Linked DNA regions of Mus musculus: regions 2, 3 and 4 are each linked to region 1. Evidence: chromatin contacts called from public HiChIP or PLAC-seq and promoter capture Hi-C data. All regions are on one chromosome and are shown on one strand. Each heading gives the region's core, a stretch centred on a gene start, on an enhancer-like site or on the middle of the called end of the contact. The rest is flanking DNA. Distances are from core to core; before and after follow the strand shown. Region 1 holds the start of Mipol1 (mirror-image polydactyly 1). Region 2 has its middle 110 kb from the start of Sec23a. Region 3 overlaps Sec23a (SEC23 homolog A, COPII coat complex component). Region 4 has its middle 25 kb from the start of Fbxo33.

Evidence for each region. Promoter capture Hi-C pulls out the DNA fragments that hold promoters and counts their contacts. HiChIP or PLAC-seq counts read pairs in DNA pulled down with a chosen protein or histone mark.
Region 2: a contact with region 1 is called in a promoter capture Hi-C map of pre-B cells. The contact joins the enhancer-like site here to the promoter of Mipol1 in region 1. A contact is called at or near these places in 3 of 39 promoter capture datasets (hippocampal neurons, liver and pre-B cells) and 3 of 115 datasets of contacts at active chromatin or transcription factors (the 230-238 cell line, acute myeloid leukemia and pro-B cells).
Region 3: an H3K27ac HiChIP or PLAC-seq map of embryonic stem cells shows a contact between it and region 1, with 5 times the contacts expected there. The contact joins the enhancer-like site here to the promoter of Mipol1 in region 1. A contact is called at or near these places in 6 of 39 promoter capture datasets (the 3T3-L1 cell line, embryonic stem cells, hippocampal neurons and 2 more) and 3 of 115 datasets of contacts at active chromatin or transcription factors (embryonic stem cells and epiblast stem cells).
Region 4: a contact with region 1 is called in a promoter capture Hi-C map of liver, with 3 times the contacts expected there. The contact joins the enhancer-like site here to the promoter of Mipol1 in region 1. A contact is called at or near these places in 4 of 39 promoter capture datasets (the 3T3-L1 cell line, the C10 cell line, liver and 1 more), 1 of 484 Hi-C or Micro-C datasets (the C10 cell line) and 2 of 115 datasets of contacts at active chromatin or transcription factors (large pre-B cells and pro-B cells).

What each region holds. Positions count from the first base shown.
Region 1 is chr12:57,229,071-57,231,770 of GRCm38.p6, reverse strand. Mipol1 (mirror-image polydactyly 1) reads right to left here and starts at 1,346. Exons shown (of 10, transcript NM_001164370.1): 1 at 1,160-1,346. It overlaps Prps1l3 (phosphoribosyl pyrophosphate synthetase 1-like 3), which reads right to left and starts at 1,359. Exons shown (of 2, transcript NM_001037746.3): 1 at 1,160-1,359.
Region 2 is chr12:58,900,849-58,903,548 of GRCm38.p6, reverse strand. No RefSeq gene overlaps it. Among named protein-coding and RNA genes, the nearest start is that of Sec23a, 110 kb to the left of the region's middle. Within about 2 kb of position 1,393, at least 3 of the 459 cell types and tissues checked have an H3K27ac peak or open chromatin away from gene starts, as enhancers often do. A contact at or near this core is called in pre-B cells, where this site is marked.
Region 3 is chr12:58,980,221-58,982,920 of GRCm38.p6, reverse strand. Sec23a (SEC23 homolog A, COPII coat complex component) reads left to right here. Exons shown (of 20, transcript NM_009147.2): 13 at 247-353. Among named protein-coding and RNA genes, the nearest start is that of Sec23a, 30 kb to the left of the region's middle. Within about 2 kb of position 1,375, at least 20 of the 459 cell types and tissues checked have an H3K27ac peak or open chromatin away from gene starts, as enhancers often do. A contact at or near this core is called in embryonic stem cells and epiblast stem cells, where this site is marked.
Region 4 is chr12:59,193,498-59,196,197 of GRCm38.p6, reverse strand. No RefSeq gene overlaps it. Among named protein-coding and RNA genes, the nearest start is that of Fbxo33, 25 kb to the left of the region's middle. Within about 2 kb of position 1,252, at least 21 of the 459 cell types and tissues checked have an H3K27ac peak or open chromatin away from gene starts, as enhancers often do. A contact at or near this core is called in liver, where this site is marked.

The DNA.
Region 1 (2,700 bases), core at 97-2,596:
GCTCAAGGCTGGAACCTGGAAACAGGAACTGAAGCAGAGACCAGGGAGTAACCTTGCTTACTGGCTTGCTCTCCATAGCATGCTTGGTTTGCTTCCTTAACAACTGCGGTCCAACCTGCCTGGGGCTGAAAAAACCCAGTGATCTGGGCCCTCTCATATCAATCATTAATCAAGAAAATGTTCCCAATCTGATGGAGGCAATTCCTCCTTTAACTACCCTCCTCTCAAGTCACTCTAGTTTGAGGCACATTGAGGTACGGGATGATAGCCTATGTAATGATTATGTAACTAACTGTCCTTTGATGTGAGGTTCATTCCAGATGGCAATACGAAACTTTGCAAAGTGAGGTAACTCGTGAGACAGGTTAAAACTGTCCTTCTTTAGCTGTCTACCACCATCGGGAATTAACGGACATCAAAACGCTCAAGGAGCCCTTCCAAAGGCCTATTCTCTTAGAAACCTAGTCTATTCTTCTATCTTGTAGTGTCCAACTTCAAGTACTTCACCAATACCACTGGGTGGTGTCATCCTCCAGTTAGAAAAGCCAGCTCTTGGCCGGGCGATGGTGGCGCACACCTTTAATCCCAGCACTCGGGAGGCAGAGGCAGGCGGATTTCTGAGTTCGAGGCCAGCCTGGTCTACAAAGTGAGCTCCAGGACAGCCAGGGCTATACAAAGAAACCCTGTCTCGAAAAAAAAACCAAAAAGAAAAAGAAAAAAAAGAAAAGCCAAATCTTGAATGTAGTGAAGGCAGAGTTTGCAGCTGCATCTTACTAATGTAGGCGCCGGGCATACTGAACTACACTGGGGTTTTTGCTCGCACTTTGAAGGGTGAGAACTGTGAATCGCTCAAGTGTCCCGCAAAAGCACAGAGTGGATCCGCGGTCCCGCCAGGACTGAAACCCTAACTCGTCAAAGCTTAGAGGAAAAACAGCCCACACTTCCGAGTCATTGTTCGTCCCTTCTTAACTTTTGAAAGACTATGACGCCATGAGGCCGAAACCTGGAGAAGGAGCGGTGTTGTCACCTGAGGACGCCGCGACGCGGGCCACGCAGCGCTCCTGCACCTCCAGGGGCCGCGGCCGGAAGTCCCGGGCGGGCTGCAGGCCACCCTGAGGTTCTCCCCCCTCCCCCAGCCGCTCCCGGTCCACGCCGTTACCTGAGGAGCCGCGGGATCCTTAAGCGCCCACTCCGCTCGCGTAGTTGCCCGGTCCTGTGGCGCCGCCACCGAGGCAGCCAATCGTCGCGCGAAACGCTGCGCGTGCCCCTGAGTAACCAAAAAGAGCAGAGCGGGCGAGAGGAAGCGCGCGAGAGCACGCGGGGACGAGGCTGCGCGCAGCGAGCATGCGCGAGTCCGCTGGCTGCCGCGGGGCGGGGCGGGACGGGGCGGGGCTTCCGGCGAGCTGGAGGGCTCAAGGATGGTTCCGGGCTGCTGGAAAGGAAGGCGACCTCGAGGTCGCGTTCTGTGGGAGGAGCTGACAACCAGTGCGCGCTAACTGGGGAAATGTGTGGTTCTCGGGCTCATCCCATGGAGTATCTTCACTGGGCAGTGGTTTCCTTCTGTGCGCAGTGCTTTGCGGGGACAGAAGGAAAGGTCCTGCGAAGTGAGCCAGAGTGAGACTTAGACATCGGCCAATGGTTTCAGAAAAGCTTTAAGGCTGGTGACATTTTGACTTCAGGACTAGAAAGGGTGTACTCAGAATGTTCAATCGCAGAACTTAAAAGAAAGGGCTGAACGCCAGGGATATTTTTAAAGCGAAGTATAGGAGTAATGTGGAATTCTATTAGATGATATAGCTGATAATATTCGAATATTTTTCTCCTTTTAAAGAAAGAGAAGTAGTGTCCCTATGCTGCCCTATCTAATCTAGAACTCCTGCACCCCACCCTAGCCACTGATGCTCTGGTAATTTAGTGTTGAGCTATTGAAGTCACTCTAACTTATCTATTTATTGAGGGCATACTACATGCCAAGTAGTCTTCTGGATGCTGGGGTAACAGTAATAATAGTAATTTTTTACACCCACAGCAGAAAATTATATTTATTTTCTGAATTAATAGACAAAGTTCGTGAAAGACTTTATTTTGGCTTATAGCAATACGAGATCCGTGTCCACCATGCTAATAAAGGCAGGATGGCAAAGTGGCTAGCCATCCAGTCAAAAAACAAGAGAATAGAAAATGGAGCTGGGCTCTATAACCAAAAAGCAGTGACCCATTTCCTCTAGCAAAGGTTCACCTTTCAGAAGTGCCACATACTCCACAAAGTAGGTGACAGGAGGAATGAAGCATGGAAAAAAAGGATGAGATGACCAGATGGAAATTATTTGGAATAAATAGAGCATAATACTAAAAAGAAAAAGTTTCATTATTTATGTAACTAATGACTAGTACTAGTGACTTGTGACAGATTCAGGCTTTAAATGCATTTTTAAATTTTATTTATTACTTTACATTAGTCGGAGTTGAATCATATTTTTATGTAAACAAACCACCACTAAAAAAATATGATTATGGTGGTACACATCTGTAATTCTGAACCTTTGAAGAGTGAACGTGAATTCCAGGACAGCCTGGGATACATAGCAAAAGTTTCCAAAAAAGAGGCCACACTAACTTCTAAACAATGAGCCCTAGCAGGGCAGTGGTGGCACACACCTTTAATCCAGCACTTGGGAGGCAGAGGCAGGCGGATTTCTG
Region 2 (2,700 bases), core at 144-2,643, 1.7 Mb before region 1:
CCCTCAATATTTCCAAGACTATTGTAAGGAAGATGTGAAATAATAAACAGGAAAGAATAATAAAGCATGTTTAGGAGAAATGTACTCAGCAGAATTCTGTAAGAGAGGTTATGCATCTGGTTGTTTAGTCTGGGAGCCAAAATCCTTACTTACTTACTGTTCAGGGATCTATGTAAAATAATGGTTTGGGGGGAGTCCTTAGCTTTAAGTTAGAGAAAGATGACAAAGCAGTCAATGAGAACGATAGAATCTATGCTTTTAATGAGCTTCTGTACACTTGAGTCTACATTCGCTAATAACAGCACATATAACTTGGACAGTGATCTGGCAAAACTGTAGTGTCTTACACTGGACGTCTGACAAGAATTTGAGCAGATTTTCTCAGGTATGGAGTAGGTAGCTCAGTGATGGATGTTTCCTTCCAGCTGTGTGTTCAGCTACCATCTTCTGTGATCATTCCTCTTTCTTACTTGCATATTATATCCGATCTCTGATTATATCAGATGATAGAATGGATCAAGGGTCACTTTGCTCATAACTTTATCCATCTCCCTCTCTTCAAGATGCTGATCCTTTAGGCTGCAGAAACTCAAGATCCTGTCAGCGAGGAGACCATTGAAATGAGGCTTTCGTCTAAAGAGGAGAAAGGATTTTTTTTTTTTTTTTTTTTAGTAAAGCTGTTGATTGGTTCTGTGATTGCCCTGAATAGTCTACCAGGGAGACAGCCTGGCAGAATTCTCATTCCCATATCCCATCCCCAATGTGTCCTGCCTCACAAGAATGCAGTATCCTAGGATAGCCCTTAAATTCATGCTTAATTGTTGGGTCACATGAGTGAGGTTTTTTCTTGAGCCACAGGTTTAGATTAAGGCTTCTCAACCTCCTATAGCACCCACAGACAGAGTGTTCCGTGTTGTTTTCAACCAGTGCTGTCTCTATAGAGTCTGTCATGAAATAGAGTGGATACAGGAATGAATTGTTAGCTCCAAGTACAAGGGACTAATGGGTAACATGGCCCCAGACCTTAGTAGGTCCTGAGACCTTAGCACAACTGACTCCATGATGGAAGTACCATTCAGGCTGTAAAACTCAGCACATAGGCAGCACAACCTGTCAAAACTAAAACAAAAGCCTAATTCATCAAAGTCCACATGGTTCTGAGAAAGTCTCAAAATGTAGTAGCCTTGCCCTTTGGCTTCTGTAGTTCTGTTTCTGGCTATCTGTTCTTGTTAACTGAAGTATGTCAACTCAGGGTATACTTTTTTGTGCCTAAAAGCTCACTCTGAAAAAGACTCAGTGCTACAATGGGACCCTGAACATTCAGTGTAGCTGCCCACCAGCTAATAAAGACTTTCTGTCAGCTTAAACCACATCCTAGGATCTTCTCTGGTGAATGCCTCACAACGGAAGTATGATTGGCGGATTTCCAACTGTCTTCTGTGGTGTCTCTTCTGCTGTTATGAATTCTTCTCTGGAACCATAAGCCAACTTTGTTATGTAAGTTGCTTTTGGTCATGGTATTTTATTACAGCCAAAAAAAATTACAATATAACAAAGCACGACATTACTATCAAACACTAATTGTCAATTAGTTATCAATGAACTAAATTACTGATAGGGTTATGAATTAGTGGACAGAGAAAGAAACACAGATAACTTGTATTCAAACTAGTTCTGACTTAATATCTGAGGGTCATTTGGCAATTTATTTAGTTCTTTGTAAGCTTGAATTTCTCAATTTTCAAAAAAATGTGGAAGTTTCAGGTAATGTTTGTACAAGCATAGGACTTTTAATGTAGTAATTTCTCAATAAAAGTTAGCCACCATTTTTGTCTTATATTAAAAATAGGGAAATGCTTTGTTTTTTTATAAAAGAAAAATGTATGCAGTGGCAAGTTGTGGCTATGAAAATTGGTATAATCTTCCTGTAGAAAAACATTTTCAGTGTTAATCAAAAGCATTAAAATGTACATATGCTTTGATCAAGTATTTCCACATTTAGGAATTACTATAATAAAATAATCAGAGGTTTTAATAAATATGCATGAAGAAAATTTATGCTGACAGTTTCTTATAATTATACAAAGTGAAAATGAATATTCAGCAATAGGTAATCAGTTACACCAATTTGGTGGATTTTGAGCTAGGTTTCTATTTTTGAGAACATCATATAGACATCTGTATTTTGATTTTTTGTTGCTGTTTTTGGTTTTTTGAAACAGGATCTTACTTTGTAGTCCAGGCTGGCTTTGAACTCATGGCAATCTCTCTGTCTCAGCCTGCTGAGTGCATGGGCTATTATTTTTGTCCATAATGTACATTTATATTTTCATTTTATTTTTTTATGCATATGAGTGGTTTGCCTGCATGATACATCTGTGCACCAGTTATATGTATAGTATCTAAAGAGCTCAGAAGAGGGCATTGGGTCCCTTGGAACTGGAGTTATAGATTGTTATAAGCTACCATGTAGGTGCTGGGAATCAAATCTGGGTCCTCTGCAAGAACAATAAATGCTCTTTTATGGCTGAGCTAACTCTCCAGATCCCTTTATATTTTTGAATGGGAAAGTCCCCATTAAATGTCAAATGGAGAAACAGCATGAACTGTTAGAGGCAGTATGTACCACCAGAGAATTAATGTACCATGTAAACCAAACATGTCTCAACAAAACTCTCAATTTCCTTCAATGCCTTTTTT
Region 3 (2,700 bases), core at 126-2,625, 1.8 Mb before region 1:
CTGGTGCCTGCAGAGGCCCGATGAGAGTGTTAGATGACTGAGGGTTGTGGGCCACTGTCTGGGTGCTGGGAACTGAACCTGCATCCTCTGAAGTGCTTTTGACTGCTGGGCCATCTCTCCAGCCCCTGGGCTTTTCCTTGTCCTACAGTGATTTTCTTAGTGGTAGAGAGTATGTTATTTTTGATACTGTGACATTATCATGGTAGATTTTGCCTAGTTCTTACTTCTTTATTTTTATGCATACAGCATAATGCTCCAATTCCTCAAGGAGGACGAGGTGCAGTCCAATTTGTGACCCAGTATCAGCACTCAAGTGGCCAGAGACGCATCCGAGTGACCACAATTGCTAGGAAGTAAGTTTTTTTTTTTTTTTTTTTTTTTAAATTAGAGTTGTAATTTATATATAAAAACTATTTTAGGCCATACTCCCAAGCTGGGTTTCTGAGTAACATTTATGCCTAGAAAAATAAACATTTGTGACTAAGGGCATTTTATGTCTTTTAAGCCTAGCTTATTTTGTAAAATAGTCAATGACAAGTATAATAGCAGTTTTTTGTGTTTTTTGTTTGTTTGTTTGTTTTTTTGTTTTTTTGAGACAGGGTTTCTCTGTATAGCCCTGGCTGTCCTGGAACTCACTCTGTAGACCAGGCTGGCCTCGAACTCAGAAATCCACCTGTCTCTGCCTCCCAAGTGCTGGGATTAAAGGTGTACACCACCACTGCCCAGCTATAATAGCAGTTTTTAAAAGTACTCCTAGGGGTGGGGAGGGAGGCCAGTTGGTAAGCAAGCATGTGGGCCTCAATTTGGTCCCCAGAACATGGGAAGAACAAAAAGCTAGATGTGCTGGAACTCATGTGCAATTGCATCCTGGGGGATGGAGACAGGCGAATCCTGGGTAGCTGTAGCTAGCCTAGCTTATCTGTGGAGTTCCAGGTCAGGGAGAAAGTCTGTCTTTAGAAGACAATATTTTACCAGACTAAGATATCTTACTCTTATTTACTGGAAACATTTAAATATTGTTGGATGAGAGAAAATTAAAAACAGAGAAAGGGGCTTGCCTTAGTCATTGATTTATTGCTGTGAAGAGATACCATAACCATGGTAGGTCTTGTAAAAGAAAACATTTAATTGGGGCCTACCTACAGTTCAGAGGTTTAGTCCACTTGTCAGCGCAGCAGGGCACATGGCAACACTTAGGCAGAAGTGGTGCTGGAAAGGTGGCTGAGAATTTTACATCCAGATTCATAGGCAACAGGAAGTGAAAGCCACTGGGATTGGCTTGACAAAAGCCCGCCCACCACCTGCTGATAGACTTCTTCCAACAAAGTCACACCTACTCCAAGTAGGTTTCACCTCATAATCCCTTTCAAGTCGTGCCACTCCCTAATGCATTCAAATATATGCACCCAAGGGGGCCGTTCTTCTTCTAACTACCTCAGGGCTGGGGTCCTGACTCAGCATTTAAGGGGCCATTCTTCTTCTAACTACCCCAGGGCTGGAGGCCTGACTCAGCATTTAAGGGGCCATTCTTCTTCTAACTACCCCAGGACTGGAGGCCTGACTCAGCATTTAAGGGGCCGTTCTTCTTCTAACTACCCCAGGGCTGGAGGCCTGACTCAGCATTTAAGGGGCCGTTCTTCTTCTAACTACCCCAGGGCTGGAGGCCTGACTCAGCATTTAAGAGTTCTTGCTGCTCTTACAGAGGACTATTGTTTGGTCGTGTTCCCCCACCCCCCATACCCAGGTTCGATGGTTAATAACTACTGATAACTCCAGGTCCAGGAGACCTGACACCCTGTTCTAGCTACTGTAGACATCTGTGCTCTTGTGTATACATATATACAGATATATACACATACACATGAATAAAAATAAAACTTAAAAGGCTGAAAAAATTAAATTTGTCACTATAAAATACATTACATATAAAGTAACATATCTAAAGTAATATATATGGTTTAGGGGTTGGGTCAGTGGGTTCAATCCTTGCCTGTACCTGAGTTTGATCACTAGAGTCCATGTGGAAAAGGTAGACATGGTCTGTGCTTGTAATCCCAGTGTAGAGGAAGCAGAGACAGGAGTATCCCTATGGCTTGCCATCCAGACACTTTAGGCTAATTGGTGAGCTGCATGCCAAAGAGCTACTGTCTCAAAGGAGATGGATGGTGCTCTTGAGAATGCATCCAGGGTTGTCCTCTGGCCTCCATAGGCATCTGGACACAGTGCATGTACACGCCCCACATGACCATACATGTACAACAACTTACATACAAGCCTTACACAAAGAATTGCCAGTCTTGTAGAGGATGAGATGCTTTGCATCTAGGATCAGCAGAAGTGTTAAAAACAAACCAATCCCCCAGAATTATGTCTTTGAAATTAAAAAAAGGTTCTATCTAAAGAAAGTTTGACTGGATTAAGTTTATAGAACATATGACCTTCTTTGGGAAGCAGAGGCATGAAGAGCTATTCTGTGAGTTTGAGGCCAGCCAGGCTCACACAGTTTATAATACTATCAACCCCTCAGACTGAAATTCTCATTTTCCCTGTATGTATATATGTGTGTGTGTGTATGCATGGGTGCACCAAGCGTGATCGTGTGGAAACCAGGGGTCAGAATCAAGTGTCTTTTTCTGTCACTCTCCATCCTAGCGCTTGAGGCGGGAATTCTCTTCCTGAATGAACCTGGAGCTCACTGTT
Region 4 (2,700 bases), core at 3-2,502, 2.0 Mb before region 1:
CTCTGCCATATGGACACCAGATTGCCTTCCAAATAGTTATGTTTCTATCCATAGGGGAGCAGTGCTGTCCTCTGCTTAGACAAGCTCCCGTTTGCCATGGGTAGCAGTAACTACAGAGACTCGTAACTTGTCAAAGTGGTAAATGCTCAACCATTTACTGTCTCCAGAACATGGCTGTTCTACCTAATCCTGACCTGAACTGAACTCACTACAGGAGGTAGGAGAACTTTTCAGAGCTGATGATATATAACACAGTATAAATTCAAATGAGACTACACAGCATGCCATCTGTTAGAGTAGTCATGAAGTTGCAGGTCACGTGCAGCGACATTATTTATAATCTGGTTCATTGGAGATTTTTTTTCTTCTTTTTTTTTTTTTTTTTTTTTTTTTGGTTTTTCGAGACAGGGTTTCTCTGTGTAGCCCTGGCTGTCCTGGAACTCACTCTGTAGACCAGGCTGGCCTCAAACTCAGAAATCTGCCTGCCTCTGCCTCCCAAGTGCTGGGATTAAAGGTGTGTACCACCACGCCCGGCTTTTTTTCTTTTCTTTCCTTTTTGGAGATTTTTTTTTACAGCCTTTCAGCACGGCGTTTTTGAGTATTAAGCAGTGTAATCTTGCTGTTTTCAGACGTTTCTGATATTCTGGCACGTTTCCCTGTTACCTTTGCCTCATGCTCATAGATCTAGCTGGAGAGATGAAGGGCCTTTCGTTCATGCTGACCTACATCCTCTTGAGCTTCAGTGTTGGTTCTATAAACCAAATTACAAAGACCTGCTTCCTAAATCTAAAACAAAAATGAAAACACCAGCTGCAACTGCTTTACGGAGTTATTTTGAAGAAGTATGAAACATCAGATGCAAAAATCAGTTTCTCCTAACATTCAGAGGCCTAGAGGGGTCAGGAATCCTGGTTACCACTCCAGCCTCATGTTACATAAGCATCTGTCCGACAGTTAACCAGTGCCCCGTGACCTCTGAGCTCTGATAGGAAGAGGGCAACTTCCAAGCACTGCTTACTATTTGAATACAAAACAAATTCTCTAAGAATAAACATCTATTTGCTTTAACCAAGATATCGGCTTCACAGGTATGTGCATGAAGGAGTGTTACCTCATTTTTAGTACACTTATAACCCTAAGATCCTCCTATATATCTTTTTTCCAAATACTTTCTGTTCCCCACCCCACCCCACCCCCAAAAAAACACAACAAACAAAACTAATCACAAGGCTAGAGACTTGACTCGGCACTTGAGCGCTCCCACTGCTCTTGTAGCAAACTCCAGTTTGATTTCCAGCACCCTTATCAGGTGGCTCACAAATGACTACAACTCCAGTTCCGGAGGATCCAACACCTTCTGGCCTCTGCTAGCACCTACACACTATGGTGCACGTAAATCCACTCAAACAGATGTACATACGTTTAAAAAAAGTAACAGAGTAACAGTACTATCAGTCACTGCATGCATTTAACCGTCCTCTAGATAAGAGCCTTAGCTCTCTGCCCAGGCACTTACCCATTTATACATTCAAATACTGCCAGAAAAGCAAGAGACAACCTTAGGCCTGCTGAAATTTAAATTTAAAATAAAATTAAATACTGGTGTTTGACATTATACAGACTAAATACTGTGTAGCCTGAAGACGTGGCACCTAAGCTGAGGAGGACTTACAAAGGGAAGCAGGGCGAGGCACAGCCCAGGAGTGACCAGCTTCTGGTAATACAGTTCATGCCACTACACACTGGAAAGCTTTGAAATTCTTACACAAAGAAATACTCCCATTTCTCAAACGAGGCTGAATCACATTTCTGTCTTACAAGAGCCCCCCCCCCTTCTTCCCCTCACTGTAACACACAGTAAGTTTATGTTCTTCAGAGCTTGTTTTAGGGGGGCTCTCAAATTTAAAACAAAAACCAAACCAAAAAAAGAGAGAAAGTTTTCTAACACTCCTAGCAAGTTCTGTGAAAATAGCTGAGAAAAAAATATATATGTGTGGTTTATGTTGTGAAAACAAAGCCTTAAGTTGTTTCTTAACTTACAGTTAAGAAAGCTTACAGTGAACCTGGAACTACTTCTGCAGATACAACAATTATCAACAAAGTTCACAAAACAACTCTATAGCTTCCTAACCCTATGTGCCGCAGGATATTTGGTTACACTGTGAACCCTGGGACTGTGTTCCTTACTAAGAAAATAACGTTTCTGGTTGTGCTGTATCTCAGCCCTTAGCACACACCTTTAATCCCTCTGGCTGGAATACAGACTCACCTTTGCACACATCTTTAATCCCAATGAAGTTAGTTAGTTTGTAAAAGGAAGCACCCATGTTTGAAAGTGATGTCTAAGTGGCAAGCAAAGTGATGAATCAGCGAAAGATTTGACAGAACAGGATATTCCCAACTTTCAAGAAAGGAGGGGCAACTTAAGAGAGAACAGCACAGAGAAATAAAGGGGGAGAAGGCTATTTTACTGGCAGGGTTTTACACAGACAGGTCGCAGGGGGAACAGGCTCCACACAGGTGAAGACAGAATGAGCCAGAGAATGAGAAGGAGCCAGAAGATTTTTAACAGATTGCCAGAGTTAGTTTAAAGCCAAGCAGAGCAAAGTCAGAGGCTGAAAGAGAAGCCACATTGAATCAGTCAGCTTGGAGAGGAGTTTGAGCCACAACAGCTGAGTTGAACCAGCCAGCCAAAGATCA